Regions from separate parts of the Ovis aries genome. Here all the other regions are linked to region 2. Evidence: chromatin contacts called from public Hi-C data. All regions are on one chromosome and are shown on one strand. Each heading gives the region's core, a stretch centred on a gene start, on an enhancer-like site or on the middle of the called end of the contact. The rest is flanking DNA. Distances are from core to core; before and after follow the strand shown. Region 1 has its middle 25 kb from the start of GRM4. Region 2 holds the start of RPS10 (ribosomal protein S10). Region 3 holds the start of LOC101119680 (small ribosomal subunit protein mS33-like).

Region 1 (2,700 bases), core at 24-2,523, 200 kb before region 2:
CTGCATCCCTGCCTGGACCTCCCTCTCCCTGATGCACCCCTCCCCACCCCTCCCCAGCGAAGTGTCCCGTGGCCGCCGCCACCCCCACGCCCCGCCCCCACCTGCCCATAGGCCTTGCTGGCACAGCCTGGATCCCTGGAGGTCACCTGCTCCTGGGTTCCTGCTGAGAGACCTACTCCTTGCCACCTCCCCCCTCCCTGCCCTCCACATATTCTTATTGGAGCCACATCCCCCATGGCCGCCCCTCCCATCACCCAGGGTGGATCTGGGGATGTGGTATTCAGATCCAGAAGACCTGTGTTCCAGCGATAGTTCTGCCACCTCTTGGCTGTGTGACCCCTCTCAGGGCCATGCCCAGACAGTCCTCTCCCTCCAACAGGGACCAGCGGGGCCTTGGACACTGCTGGTGAGGCTCCTGGGGCCTCCTGGGGAATCCCGAGGGGCCCAGAGTTCCCCATGCCCCTGTCTGCTGCACTTGGTTGCCGGCCGGAGGGGTCTCAAGGCGAAAGACAGACACTGCACGGCTCACGGGTGAGCTGCGGGGAAGCCAGAGGCCCCAGGATGAGCAGGTCTGGCCCGAGAAGCTCCTCTCTGCGACGGGCACTCAGGTTCCAGGTTCCCCCCGACCGTCAGCTGGCGTCATCTGTCCTCAATAATCAGGAGAGAGGGGATGATGCTATCGGCACTTCTGACCACGGGTGAACATCTGGAAAGGCGGCGTAAAGAAAGCCGCGGTGTGGAGACTGGAGGGGTTTTCTCCTCCTGAGCTTCGGGAAAGGTCCCCACCCTCATCCCCACCTCCCTGGACTGGCCCCTCTCGGCACGTCCTTCCCCGCCTTTCCCGCTGCCCTAGGCCTCAGGATCCCTCAAGCCTTGGTTTTCCCTCCAAAGACAGGTACAGGGGCGGGAGGTTAGTCGCACCGTCACAGCCCAAGGGTCCAAACTGGCCCAGGCACAAGCCCCTGGGCCTTCGCTGGCCGCCCCATTCGGAGCAGGCGCGGCAAGGCCAGGCACAGCCACGTGGCGGCGCCGGGACATCGCCCGAGACACCCAGACCCAGACCACCCGGGTCCCCGATCCGTCCTCCTCTCTCCAGCCGCCCGCGGCCGCAGGCCCGTCCCCGCTCAGGCCTCTGCCTGCGCGGGGGCCTCGTTCACAGGGCGGCTGCCCGGGGAGCGATCAGCGCAGCGGTGTGGCCGCCGGGACATCCTTCTGCAAGGAGCCTCGGGAGCGCTTGCCTCCAGCGCGACCTGGAGGCTGGACCGCGGTAGCATCATCCGGGTCCTGGAGGTGCCCTGTCGGGTGTGCAGCGCCCCCTCCCTGCAAGGCCCCCCGCAGTGAACCGTGCTCCTCCTGGATTGTAAGAGGGAGTGGCTGGGAAGAGAACTTGAAGGAGGAATAGAAAACGTTGCCTTCGGCAGAGCACCTCCTGTGCCCAGCTTGCCGGGGCCCAGCCCTGGGCCAGCCCGAGTCACTGGTTCTCATCCCCATGAGGATGCTCTCCTCACCAGGCATTCACAGCTTGGAGACATTCCCTGCCTTGCAGGCTGAACGGCTCTTGGTGGTGGGAGCTTGCCTGCCCTGGAACTCATGGCTGCCACCCCCAACCCCAGGCCTCCCCTCCACACCTGGGCGCTTCAACCCCATGCAAGTGCACAGGTGCTGACCACGCTGCATCAGTCTAGGAGCCTGACACGTGCCTAACCCGAAGCCCAGGTTCCCCCAGCCTAAGGAAACGGGCCCAAGGACAGCCTCCCCACCCTCACTCAGTCCCACCCTGAACTGGAGTCATCTCCCCAACACCCAATGTAGGGGAGCAGCTTGGAGTCCTGGAAAGATCTGAGGGGCTTTGGAACCCCTGCAGACCTGGATTAAAGCTCATCTGAGGGCTTCCCTGGTGGTCCAGTGTTTAAGACTCCCCAATTTCAATGCAGGGGACTTGGGTTCTATCTCTGATTTGGGAACTGAAATCCCAAGAGGGATATCCTCAGTAACATGCCATGCCCTGGGGCAGACCAAAAAAAACTAAAAAGCTGTCTGCACTGACTGGTTCTGTGATCTATCTTGGGCAAGTCATCAAGTCTTTCTGGATTTCACTTTCCTCATCTGTAAAATGAATGTGCTCATACACACCCTGGAGGAACCATGTACTCCTGATGGGTACATGCTCAGTAAACTCTGGTTATTGAATATTTACTGGCCCCTGTTTTGTGCCAGGTCCTCTACTGGGGTTCAAGGGACCCCAGAGATGAATGAGATGGGACTGCCAACCTTCAGGAATGATCTTTGGGAAAGATAAAAATTCATGCTTCAAAATTTAGGCAGCATTTTGCCGATTTAAATGTGGAGGCATTCCAATGTTCCTTACATTTCAGACTATGAACATGCTGCAGATAACAGTGATGACAGCTCCTTTAGTGAGTGCATACTGTGTGCCAAGTTTTTCACCTGCACTTATTCAACAGATACGTACTGTGGACCTAGTAGGTGCCGGGTACTCTGCTGGGAGCTGGGGTGCAAAGCGCGAGCAGAGCAGCGACCACCACACAGAGCAGACAGGTTACTGGGGGAAAGACAGCAAAGAAGTCACGACACAGATACACCTGTCATCGAGGTAAGAGCCGCATGGGGACACATACAGAGTTGGTAGCAAGGAGGGTGTGCTGAGGGTGGGGTGGTAGGAGCATGCGCCCTGATGTA
Region 2 (2,700 bases), core at 74-2,573:
TGACGTGAAGATTGGGCACATTCTTGTCTGCCAGCTCCGGGTGCTTGGGCATGTGGACATCCTTCTTGGCCACCATCACCCCCTCCTTAAAAAGGAGTTCATAAATGGCAATCCGGTTCTTCTTGGGCATCAACATCTGCAAGAAGAAAGAAATAAGCAAGAATACTTCTGAGCACTGTGGCCAGAGGCCATAACCCAGTTCATCACCCCCAAAGACTGAACGCACACACACGAGTCACTATCCAACGGGTAGAAGTCTCAAACATTCCAAAAAACATGCAGGAAAACAGGAATTTAAACTCCTGCACATTTAAGCCCAACAGTTACTAGTTCCCTCCTCCACCCTCAAAAACAGGATTAAGAAGTTGTCAGGACTTTAAGATAAAACGAGGGTGGGGCTAGGGGGACATTCCTGCCCCTGATTTTCACTCTCACAACGCAGTATAAACGGGGCGGGAGTCAGACCCTTATAGTGAAAGTCACTCAGTCCTGTCTGACTCTTTCAGAGTCCATGGAATTCTGCAGGCCAAATACTGGAGTCGGTAGCCTTTCCCTTCTCCAGGGGATCTTCCCAACCCAGGTCTCCTGCATTGCAGGCGGAACCTTTGCCAGCTGAGCCACCAGGGAAGCCCAAGAATACTGGAGTGGGTAACCTATCCCTTCTCCAGCGTATCTTCCCGACCCTGGCATCGAACCGGGGTCTCCTGCATTGCAGGCGGATTCTTTACCAACTAAGCTGTCAGGGAAGCCCCTCAGGCCCTACACCCTTGGGAGTGTTTGGGGCGCATCAGCAACTGTACCTAATGCGGCACGCGCGGCGGTGCCTTCTGGCGAGCGAGAAGGGGCCAGAAGAAAGCCTGTCGATCCGTGACGGGCCTCTGACCCCCAAAGCAAAAGGCTGAGGCCCTCACAGCCCACCCCTCTACTCCTAAACCTGAGATCCATGGCCGAGCAGGGAGGCAGCCCGGAGTGAGGGTTCTACCCCGAAAAAAAGAAAAAAGCGTGCGGAAGACACGCAGTCTCCCGTCTCGCCCGGACGGTCCCCGCCACGCTAGGGCTTCATCTTCCCCTCCTCCATCCGGACACCAATCTTCGCCTGCCAGGGCCCCACTACTTCCCCCCCCCCCGCAAGAAATGAGCTTCTGGGCGCTGCCTGCTCGGAAATGGACGTGCGGGGAGCGGGAGAGGGCCCCCGCCACCCTAAACCCGGCGAGGCACGACGGCGGCGGCGGAGACAGGGCCAGGATGGGGGCCGATGGCACCGCGGCGCCGGAGGGACTCACCGCGACGGTTGCTGTGTCCGGGGCCGGCGCTGGAAAGGAAGGGGCGTGCGCGGCGCGGGGCCTCTTCCGGGCTGCCGGGCCCCGCCCCTTGTCAGGACCCACGAGCTGCCTGAGGCGGCCTCGGCGGTGCCTGAGAGACTGGCGGCCCCGGCGGCCCCTGCGGCCGCGAACCCCGGCCGGCCTGAGGCAGCGCGGGAGTGGGAGCCCGCGTGCTTATCAAGAAATGATCAGCTTCGTGCCTGGTCGGGTCCTTTAGAAACACGCTACGTCTTTATTTTCTCCGTTTCCCGCCGGTTAATTTAATTTATTATTATGTAAGGAATATATGCTCTTTGAGCAGGGAAAAGGAGATACCTTCTGCCTACAAAATAACAGTGACGGCAGTACCAATAATGGAAGAATAAAATTCCGTCAACCGATGAGTCGCTGTTAACGTTTTGGTATAAACTGAGAGAAAAGTGTTAGAGTTGCCTAGCTCAGTCGAGTCTGGCTATTTGCGACCCCTCCTCTGTCCATGGGACTCTCCAGGCAAGAACGCTGGAGCGGGTTGTCCTTCCCTTCTCCAGGGCATTTTCCGGACCCAGGGATCAAACGTGGGTCAAAGGAAATGTATTTTTTGATAAAAATGGGATGATTTGTACGTATGTTGTGGTATGATATGTGGAAACCTGTTTTGTTTTTGCTTTTTTCGTTTACAGCTATATCATGAATCTCTCTTCAAGGTAATTAATACCTACAGTTTTAATGACTAGGTGGTAGTCCACTAATGGATGGTTTAATCAACACTCTGTGATGGGATATATATATGTATATATATTAATCCTTCAGTGTTATAACCAATGGTGCCACACACTTATCTGCACACTTGTCACCGTCTCTTTAGGACAAAGCCCTGGCGGTGTAATTGTTGAGTTACAATGTTAGCGCATACCAATAATGAAAGAATAAAATTCCATCAACCAGTGAGTCGCTATTAACGTTTTGGTGAAAGAAAAGTGAAAGAAAAGTGTTAGTTGCCTAGTTCAGTAGAGTCCAGCTATTTGCGACCCCATGGACTCTAGCCTGCCAGGCTCCTCTGCCCATGGGATTTCCCAGGCAAGAATACTGGAAAGGGTTGTCATTTCCTTTTCCAATGTTATGTATATTTTATCACAATTTAAAAAAAAATAAGATTCATGTATACAGATTTTTTTGTTTAATATCTTGAACATTTGGACAAAGAACAACATAATCTAGGGACTGGTCAAGCAGATTTGGAAAAGAATACCGTAGAATTCCTAGCAATAAAAACTAAAATGATTGAGATTTGAAAGTTAATTTTAAAAAATAAACAACAGATTTGATACACTAGAATAGAAAAATCATGAAATAGAAGACAGAAGTAAAATAAGAACAAAGACAAAAAGCATTCACCATG
Region 3 (2,700 bases), core at 166-2,665, 150 kb before region 2:
TCTCCAACTTCCGGAGCTTGCTCAAACACATGTCCATCAAGTCAGTGATGCCATCCAACCATCTCATCCTCTGTCGTCCCTTTCTCCTCCTGCCTTCTCAATCTATCCCAGCATCAGGGTCTTTCCCAATAAGTCTGTGGCATCAGGTGGCCAAAGTATTGGAGCTTCAGCTTCAGCATCAGTCCTTCCAATGACTATTCAGGATTGAGTTCCTGTAGGATGGACTGGTTGGATCTCCTCGCAGTCCAAGGGACTCTCAAGAGTCTTCTTCAACACCACAGTTCAAAAGTATCAGTTCTTTGGTGCTCAGCTTTCCTCATGGTCCCAATCTCACATCCATACATACTACTGGGAAAAAACATCGCTTTGACTATATGAAACATGGTCAGCAGAGTAACGTCTCTGCTTTTTTCATAAGCTGTCTAGGTTGGTCATAACTTTTCTTCCAAGGAGCAAGCGTCTTTTAATATCATGGCTGCAGTCACCATCTACAGTGATTCTGGAGCCCAAGAAGATAAAGCCTGTCACTGTTTCCATTGTTTCCCCATCTATTTGCCATGAAGGAATGGACCTGATGCCATGATCTTAGTTTTCTGAATGTTGAGCTTTAAGCCAAATTTTTCACTCTCTCACTTTCGTCAAGAGGCTCTTTAGTTCCTCTTCACTTTCTGCCATAAGGGTGTTGTCATTCGCATATCTGAGGTAATTGATATTTCTCCCTGCAATCTTTTTTTTTTTTTTGTCATGCATTCCATTTCTTTGGGGAATAAGGTAAACCTCAGATTACAGAACCAAGGCAGATAATTTTGCAGAATTACAATGAAACCAGTCACAATTCAACTGGGTTAGATTTCAACGCAGAGATGATGGTGTTCCTCCAAACAGTCTTCAACCTGGGAAGCTGACACTCCTCCAGGATGTGGACAGACTGTAAATACACTTCCTCCTACTTTCAGCTGCTGAGAGAGAAGTCCTCCCCTGATGGACCAGCACTATTTCTTTTTCGCTGCTCTTTTCCCTTCTCCTTTCCTTGGCTTCTCCTTTCCACGAAGTTTCTTTAGACGCAGCTGCTCATCCTTGAAGTCCTGATGTTCGTCTCTGTAGAGGCCAAGAAAACGTAGCATCCCCATGAGTGCAAAGTAAGTGTTGTGATTTGGATACCAGTCATAAGTCTCCTTCCTCTTGGCCAAAGGCTGCTCACTGAACAGCTTCACCACTTTCATGGATTTGGAATCAGCAGGCCTGGCAACCTCACCAAATAGCCGGGCACTCAGACGATTCACGCGCAAGGCATATTCTGAAAGTGAAGACATTTCTTGAGCAGCAAGGAATAAGAGGCCTTAGGACTTTTCAGGATCCTCATGTGTCCCTTTACGGAAACTTTCAACTGTATCTACTTGTGACCTTCTCTCCTGTGAGCCCTTTTCCCCTCCCTGCAATCTTGATTCCAACTTGTGTTTCATCCAATCTGGCATTTCGCATGATGTACTCTGCAGGTAAGTTATATAAGCAGGGTGACAATATACAGCCTTGAAGTACTCCTTTCCCTATTTGGAATCAACTTATTGTCCCATATCCAGTTCTAACTGTTGCTTCTTGCCCTGCATACAGATTTCTCAGGATGCAGGTCAGGTGGTCTGGTATGCTCCATCTCTTGAAGGATTTCCCAGTTTGTTGTGATCCACATAGTCAAAGGCTTTGGTGCAGTCAATGAAGCAAAAGATGTTTTTTCTGGAATTCTCTTGCTTTTTCTATGATCCAACAGATGGTGGCAATTTGATCTCTGGTTCCTCTGCCTTTTCTAAATCCAGCTTGAACATCTGGAATTTCTCAGTTCATGTACTGTTGAAGCCTGGTTTGGAGAATTTTGAGCATTAATTTGCTAGCATGTGAAATGAGTACAATTGTGCGGTAGTTTGAACATTCTTTGGCATTGCCTTTCTTTGGGATTGGAATGAAAAGAGGTGGGGAAGGATCCAAGTATATGCTGCTGTCAAGAGACTTACTTTAGACCCAGAGACACAAATAAGTTGAAAGTGAAAGAATGGAAAGATATTCTATGTAAAGAATAATCAAAAGAGACCTAGGGTAGCTATACTCATATCACAAAATAGATTTTACATCAAAAACTGTTACTAGAGACAAAGGAGGACATTTTATATTGATACCAAGGTCAATCTATGAAGAAGCTTTAACAGTTATGTATGCAGTGAACAGGGCTCCCCAGGTGACACCAGTGGTAAAGAACGTGCCTGCCAGTGCAGGAGACATAAGAGACACGGGTTCGATTCCTGTGTCAGGAAGATCTCCTGGAGGAGGGCATGGCAACCCACTCCAGCATTCTTGCCTGGAGAATCCCATGGACAGAGGAGCCTGGTGGGCTATAGTCCACAGGTTTGGAGAGAGTCAGACACGACTGAGGCAACTTAGCATGCACGCATACACCAACAACAGAGTCCCAAGATAAATGAAGCAAACATTGACAGAACTGAAGGGAGAAACAGACAGCTCTACACTAACAGTTGGAGACTTCAGTACCTTAATTTCAATAACGGAAAGAATGTCCTATACAGTCAGCAAAAACTAGACCGGGACATGACTGTGGCTCAGATCATGAGCTCCTTATTGCCAAATTCAGACTTAAATTGAAGACAGTAGGGAAAATCACTAGACCATTCAGGTATGATCTAAATCAAATCA

What was found. A called contact is a pair of places that touch in the nucleus more often than the background predicts.
Region 1: a Hi-C map of tail adipose tissue shows a contact between it and region 2, with 7 times the contacts expected there. The contact joins the enhancer-like site here to the promoter of RPS10 in region 2. A contact is called at or near these places in 12 of 16 Hi-C or Micro-C datasets (blood, hypothalamus, liver and 6 more).
Region 3: a Hi-C map of tail adipose tissue shows a contact between it and region 2, with 4 times the contacts expected there. The contact joins the promoter of LOC101119680 here to the promoter of RPS10 in region 2. A contact is called at or near these places in 11 of 16 Hi-C or Micro-C datasets (blood, hypothalamus, liver and 5 more).

Annotation. Positions count from the first base shown.
Region 1 is chr20:8,427,083-8,429,782 of ARS-UI_Ramb_v3.0, forward strand. No RefSeq gene overlaps it. Among named protein-coding and RNA genes, the nearest start is that of GRM4, 25 kb to the left of the region's middle. Within about 2 kb of position 1,274, at least 6 of the 54 cell types and tissues checked have an H3K27ac peak or open chromatin away from gene starts, as enhancers often do. A contact at or near this core is called in liver, where this site is marked.
Region 2 is chr20:8,629,284-8,631,983 of ARS-UI_Ramb_v3.0, forward strand. RPS10 (ribosomal protein S10) reads right to left here and starts at 1,324. Exons shown (of 5, transcript XM_060403583.1): 1 at 1,284-1,324; 2 at 1-136. The coding sequence starts at 136.
Region 3 is chr20:8,477,451-8,480,150 of ARS-UI_Ramb_v3.0, forward strand. LOC101119680 (small ribosomal subunit protein mS33-like) reads right to left here and starts at 1,416. Exons shown (of 1, transcript XM_042237488.2): 1 at 1-1,416. The coding sequence starts at 1,313. The coding sequence ends at 993. SMIM29 (small integral membrane protein 29) reads right to left here and starts at 1,416. Exons shown (of 5, transcript XM_060403585.1): 1 at 1-1,416.